Linked DNA regions of Mus musculus: region 2 is linked to region 1. Evidence: chromatin contacts called from public HiChIP or PLAC-seq data. All regions are on one chromosome and are shown on one strand. Each heading gives the region's core, a stretch centred on a gene start, on an enhancer-like site or on the middle of the called end of the contact. The rest is flanking DNA. Distances are from core to core; before and after follow the strand shown. Region 1 holds the start of Fam32a (family with sequence similarity 32, member A). Region 2 has its middle 9.6 kb from the start of Gm51537.

Evidence for each region. HiChIP or PLAC-seq counts read pairs in DNA pulled down with a chosen protein or histone mark.
Region 2: an H3K27ac HiChIP or PLAC-seq map of embryonic stem cells shows a contact between it and region 1, with 7 read pairs. The contact joins the enhancer-like site here to the promoter of Fam32a in region 1. A contact is called at or near these places in 1 of 39 promoter capture datasets (embryonic stem cells), 2 of 115 datasets of contacts at active chromatin or transcription factors (effector CD8 T cells and embryonic stem cells) and 1 of 9 other capture datasets (adipose tissue).

Annotation. Positions count from the first base shown.
Region 1 is chr8:72,218,129-72,221,379 of GRCm38.p6, forward strand. Fam32a (family with sequence similarity 32, member A) reads left to right here and starts at 1,617. Exons shown (of 4, transcript NM_026455.5): 1 at 1,617-1,732; 2 at 1,813-1,954. The coding sequence starts at 1,659.
Region 2 is chr8:72,270,643-72,274,071 of GRCm38.p6, forward strand. No RefSeq gene overlaps it. Among named protein-coding and RNA genes, the nearest start is that of Gm51537, 9.6 kb to the right of the region's middle. Within about 2 kb of position 1,934, at least 72 of the 459 cell types and tissues checked have an H3K27ac peak or open chromatin away from gene starts, as enhancers often do. A contact at or near this core is called in embryonic stem cells, where this site is marked.

The DNA.
Region 1 (3,251 bases), core at 367-2,866:
ATTAAAAGTGGATTTTTCCATCTCAAATGATCTGGATTAAAATTGGATCTTCCCATTTTAAATGATTTACTTAGAAAAAAATCAACACTTTTATTGAGTTTTATTTAATTCAAGATGTAGTCAAGCTGTAAACCAAGAATAGCCATCAGATATAGAATAATAAGTGAGCCTGGTGTAGTGGCTCAGGCTTAACATCCAGAACTAAGGGAGTCACAAGCTTCGGGGCTGTGTAAGGAGAGCCTCGCACACAGAGAGAGCCTCTCACAGAACAGCAGTAGGGGCCTGATTCCCTGGACACACAGTGGAAGGAGCAAAGCAGCTCCCACAGTTGTGCTCTGACCTCTACTTGCTCTACACAGCACACAAATAAATAAATGTAACCTCCCCACTCCCCAAAATTGCTATAGAAAAAAAAAAATCCCAGCACATCTGTGATCCCAGTAGTTGGGAAGTAAGGTTGCTGGGCATGGTGGCACGCACCTTTAAACTCAGCCCTTGGGAGGCAGAGGCAGGTGGATATCCCTGAATTCACAACAGCATAGCCTACATAAGGAGTACAAGGACAGCCAAGGCTACACAGTGAGACCCTGTCTCAAAACAAACAAACAACCAAAAAGACAGTTTAATCATCTGCTACATAGCAAGCCTGTCCTCTATAAAACATCAACAAGACAAGCTAGGGCAGTGGCACACACCTGCAGTTCCAGTTTTCTGCATGCTCAGTCAGAACTGCAGCAAGCTAGAGGTCAGAGCAGTCTACACAGCAAATTCCACGTTTATCAGACTCATTTAGTGTCATGACACTTCTGCCCTCAAACTCACAGAAAAATAATTGTGACCATTGAGATGACTCAGCAGACAAAGGATCTTCGTCTATAAATATGACCACATCAGTCTGATTCCCAGGAACCCACAGCATAAGGCCTGAGAGTACTGCAAAGTGTCCTCTGTACTCCACGTGTGCTCTGGCACGTGTGTACACACACTCACATACACGTATACAGGTAACTAACTTTTAATGTAATTTTAAAGATTTATTCTTTCTTTTTTTTTTTAAGATTTATTTATTATTATATGTAAGTACATTGTAGCTGTCTTCAGACACACCAGAAGAGGGAGTCAGATCTTGTTACGGATGGTTGTGAGCCACCATGTGGTTGCTGGGATTTGAACTCTGGACCTTCGGAAGAGCAGTCGGGTGCTCTTACCCACTGAGCCATCTCACCAGCCCCAGATTTATTCTTTCTTATTACTTATTTCGAGACACAGTCTTTAGTTCTGGCTGACCTGAAGTCACTACATAAAACACGCTGAATCCAGAGATCCAGAGATCCTCCTGTCTCTGTCTCTGGAGTTCTGGGTAATTGTAATTTTCTAAATTGGAAAAAAAGTAATTAAGTAAATAATGCCACAAAGCAAAAGTGGATGCCCATAAAGTCAGAAATGGACGCCCAAATACGAAGTGTGTCTTTAGGCGAGCTATGTTGTTGGACAGTTGCCAAGACTACCCGAGACCGGAAGTGTGCACTTACTCTGAACCCTGAGGACGCGTGCGTCCTAGCTGACCAATCAGAAGGAAGCGAGGAGGGTTTCGGCCGGAAGTACTGTATGCAAACAGGAAGTGTGGCGGAGTTCCCGGGGCACGGCTTGCGAGCGCTATGGAGGCCTACGAGCAAGTCCAGAAGGGCCCCCTGAAGCTGAAAGGCGTGGCAGAGCTCGGCGTGACAAAGCGGTGAGGCCCGGGAGCCCGCGGTCTGTCCCTGAGGGCCGACCCCCAGCTCCGGCCCCTCTTACCGTCCCCCTCTCTCTCAGGAAGAAGAAGAAGAAAGACAAAGACAAGGCCAAGATGCTGGAGGCCATGGGGACGAGCAAGAAGAGCGAGGAGGAGAAAAGGCGCTGCCTGGACAAGCGCACGCCGGCGCAGGCAGCCTTCGAAAAGATGCAGGAGAAGCGGGTGAGGCAGGGGCAGAACAGGCCGGCTCCAACTGCCCGTGTAGCCCAGGCCTTCTCCCAACTCCTGGTAGCCTGGTAGCCCTGCCTAAAGTGGTCTTCTTGTGAACTGGGAAGACAGATGTCATCAGCTCTTAATGCTAGCCAAGTTCATTGTTCTTAAGTTACCACAAAGTCTGTTTCCATGACAACTCGCTTTCCTAGCTTCAAATGTACTTTTGTTATTTGAAGGTTGTGTGTGTGTGTGGATGGAACCCAGGCTCTTCTGTAACTCTCTATGTAGGCTGCAGTTGGCCCTGAACTACTGCCTCAGCTTTTTAGTTCCTGGAGAGGCTAGCATGGCCCACAAGGCCATACTAGTTATTTTGGGTGTTTGTTTGTTTGTTTAGTTTGCTTTGAGACAGGTTTCTTTATGTAGCCTTGGTTGTCCTGGCACTATCTCTGTAGACTTGAACTTCTAGGATGCAGTGTTACAATGTGATATCCCTGTTGAGAAAACCCAGGAAGGCACCTTCTCCATCTAACAAAGGGCATCAATTATGTATTGGAACTCCCACAGAGTTTCTGGGATGTGTGGGTCACCTTGCTGTCTCCCAGCCAATTGTGTTCTCTGGTCTGGTATAGCCTGTACTTCAGTGGAGTGTTTTGTTTTGTTTTTTTGCCTCTGCAATTGAATAACGACATGGGCTGGCTGGCTACGGTCTTGTGGCCCTTCTGGGCACCCTAATTGGACAACTTGATACAAACTAGAGTCCCCTAGGGTCTGCCACCCCTTCCTGCTGTCGTTGGTAGCTCTGGTCCTGAGTGGAAGACTTTATTTATTATGTATGCAGTGTTCTGCCTGCATATATGCCTGCAAACCAGAAGAGGGCACCAGGCCTCATTATAGATGGTTGTGAGCCACCATGTGGGCTGGGACTTGAACTCAGGACCTCTAAGAGAGCAGTCAGTGCTCTTAACCTCTGAGCCATCTCTCCAGCCCTGGGTGGAAGACCGTTGGAAATTTTTATTTATGTGTATGAGTGTGTTGTCTTCTTGTGCTGTGCTGCCAGAGGGGGAGCCGAAGGCAATGCAGCTTGGACTGTTGGAGCACACGCTCAGGCATGGTGCCTCCTCAGGCTCCTTTGGGGTACTATGAGACCTGTAGTGGGGTATGTGAGATAGGCTGGGTAGAGATGGGGGTACTGCCAACCTGGTTCACTGGTATAGCCTGTCTTCTACAGGACTTCAACGGACACCTGTACACACTCACTGACCACTGTGACATTCCCATAGGGTGTAGTAGGTGTGGAAGGGTGTCA
Region 2 (3,429 bases), core at 684-3,183, 53 kb after region 1:
TCCCTATGGCATCCAGGTGGAGCACATACCCAAACTACCAGGTCCCTTTGACAAGCGCTTTTCTCCTCAGGCTAGTAAAAGTGAAAAGTAGAAGTGAGACCAAGGCCCAATCTCTCCAGTCCGCGTGGCCCCTGCTCAGAGCCAGGCAGAGGCAAGCGAAGGACGCCAAGCGTGGCTATGTAAAGCGGCCACTGGCACCTGCCGGGACGGGTGGTGAAGCAGGCACTGTGGCCCCCGCCTGGGCAGCTGCAGCCACCCAAAGGGAACGGCTGTGCCAGATATAACTCGGCCAGACCCCACCCAGAGGGCAGCTCCCAGCCCCTGTGCCTGAAAAGTCACTCTGGGCCAAAGACTCTTGGTGGGTTACTAGCCTGTGCCAGGCCTCAGTGTGGCCACGTGTCCCTCAATATCTGTAAGTACTGGTGAGGAATAGAAGTCAAAGACCTGCAGGTCCGAGCTCCCTCCTCAGGGCTGGCTTCCATGTCGGGAGGCTCCTTACCTCCCAGGGGCCCAGGTACACAACTTTGAAAATTGGGCTGGTGAAAGTTGCAGCCACTACAGGAGACTTGGACCTGGGCAGCCCTCTGGTTAAATGTGCTAATGCCTTCAGGGCCTTCCCCCCACCCCGGGCAGTACTTAGAGAGACCCTGCCTCAGTACACCCCACGTGCCTGGCTGCCCTTCCAGTCCCCATCTACAACTCCAGCCTTATCAGACATCTACAGATTACCTCCGGGTCTCAGCTTCCAATTGCCGCCCCACCCTGCCCCTCCTCACCCCTCCTCGCCTCTCCCCCTCCCTTCCCGTTCTCAGCCCTCCTCCCCTCTTTTTTAATTTAGCTAGCAACTAATTAGTGTAACAATGTATTTTAGTTATCTGTGTGCCCGTGTATGCAGGTGGCTATGAAGGCCTGTGGACCTGGAACTGGACTAAGGGTTGTGACTGGGCCACGTGAGTTCCAGGGTCCCAGCTCAGGTTCTCTGCAGGCACAGGCAGTGAGCTTATCTACCGATGCATCTCTCTAGACCTTTGTTTAATTTTGTTTGATTTTAAAATTATGTTTATTTCTTAGTTGTCAATGGACGTGTTTGGGGGTTAGAGGACTACTTGTAGGAAGGAATTGGTTCTCTCCTACCATCTGGGTTCTAAGGGTTGAACAAATCATTGAGCTTGGCAGCAAGATCTTTTACCAAACTGACCAGCCCTGACCTTGACTCCAGATCATCTTTCCTCCCTCCCTATGCTGAGATCAGACATGTGTGCCACACCCAGCTGATGTGCACTGGGGTGGGACCTGGGCCTGGTTCGTGTATTCAGAGCTACAGCCACATACACATCATACCTTCGTGAGTCAGGGATGCCCAAAGCTCTGTAGCTCAGATTGATGGATCTTGTAATCTTCCTGCCTCACCTTCCCAAAGGCTGGTCACAGCAGGCAGTATCTTTTCCCTGTCAATTTTTAAAAGGGGTGGGGGTTGGGAGGTGGGATGGAGCAGACAAATGGCAGCAGGAGTCTGAGAAAGACCACTATCGAGTATATAGAGACCAAGCCGGCCTGGAACTCACAGAGAGCCACCCGCCTGTCTGCCAGGATGGGGATGGAAGGTGTGCACCATCATACCAGGATAAAGAGGGTATATTCAAGGCCTTCCAGTACCAGGAACTGAGACATCCATAACCAAGTACAGAGCATCATCCCATTTCCCAAAGGGGAAACTGAGGCTCAACAAAGCCAGACTGCAGGGTTACAGATAGAGGGGCCCCTGGCTGCCCACTCATAGCCTTGTCTTCTCCTCCCCTTGGTGTCTAGAGGGAGCATAGAACCACTGTGTCCAAGTGACACTCACAGTGGACTCCCATGCTAGGGGAACAGCAGGTAGGAAGGGCCTGGAGAGCATCCCTTCAGCCCCCCATAGGTGGCGCTCACTGAGCCACGAGTCCCCTGCATGTTTGCACAGCAAGCTCCACTGAGATGCCAGGCAGTGGAGAGGATGTTTCACAAGCTGCAGGGCTGGCATTTCTGAGAAAGCTGTTCTGAGTAGGAAACACAGAGAAGTAGAGGGCTGGGGGGGGTGGGGAGAAGGGCTCAGTCGGCACCAAGGAAGCTCTGGGAGGTGGGCACAGTGGCAGAGCCTGTTGGTTCAGTACTCAGAAACAGAGGCAGGAGGAACACTGCAAGTTTGAGACTAGCCTGAGCTACATAGTGAGATTCTGTCAACAACAAAACAAACAAACAAAGAATTTCCCCAAACCAAAAACCAGAAATTTCAAAAGGAAAAGAGCTGTGCATAGTGACTCAGCCTGTCATACCTCACTCAGAGGCAGAGGGATTGATTCTTGAACTTGGCCTGAAGTTCAAACAACAAACAAACAAACAGCTGAGTATGGTGGCTCACACTTGGGGATTATCAAGACTTGGGGAGCTGGGGCAGGAGGATTGCCACGGGTTTGAAGCTAGTCTAGGCTATATAGAAGGAACAGGTCTTAGCTTAGAAGCTTAGAAACAGAGCAGGGGAGATGGTAGGGGTAGTTAAGAGCAGGGGAGATGGCTCAGTAGTTAAGAGCACTTGGTCTTGTGAAGGACCCAGGTTCAGTTCCCACATGGAGGTTCACAGCCACCTACAACTGTAGCTCCAGGGCTCTAGCACCCTCTTCTGTCCTCCACAGGCACCTACACCCACATGTTCATACTCCCCCTCCCCCCAGCACCCAATGCAACACAGCAAAGCCATCTACATTAAGTAAGTAGTCATTGTGCTCCCTTCAGTCCCTCCCACCCAGAACAAAGGTGGGACCCTGTTCAGGCGTTCAGAGCTCTGAGATAACCTGTTACTGACCCACACCCCACTACTGGCCTGCACCCTGCTACTGACCTGCACCCCTTCTGAAGTGGATTTGTCATCAACCCAGGGTGGGGGAAGGGCAACATCTGCTTAGACAGCTGTTCCATCTAACTTCAGTTCCCTCCACTGCACAAGTAGACTGGAGTATGACATTTCCCAGAGGGGTTCCTGAGATATCACAGGGCACATGAGGGGGGCCCACTTAGGAAAGGCTCTTCCAGTGGTCACTGTCACCTCCACAGAGTCAGTGTCCTCTCCAACCTCAGAAAGGTGTCATCCTTCCCAGATGCCAGAGAAAGGCAGAGATGCCACCAGGAGACCTAGGGTGCCAGCTGTCACCACACTGTCACCTTTCTAGGAAGACATTGGTGATAACGTTCCCCCAAAATGGGAAGCACCAGTGGCTGTCCCTGGGCCCTGCCCCACGGCCCACTGCAGGGTTGCTGAGCACAGCTTGGAAAGGTTTCTATGTAAAAGTAGTTATGCAAATTGAGGACCCAGAGACCACGAAAGCCCCATTTCCCCTTTGCCACTGTGAGCTAGTGACAACCACCTGTGAGCCTGACCCTATGCTGCCACCTCTGTGC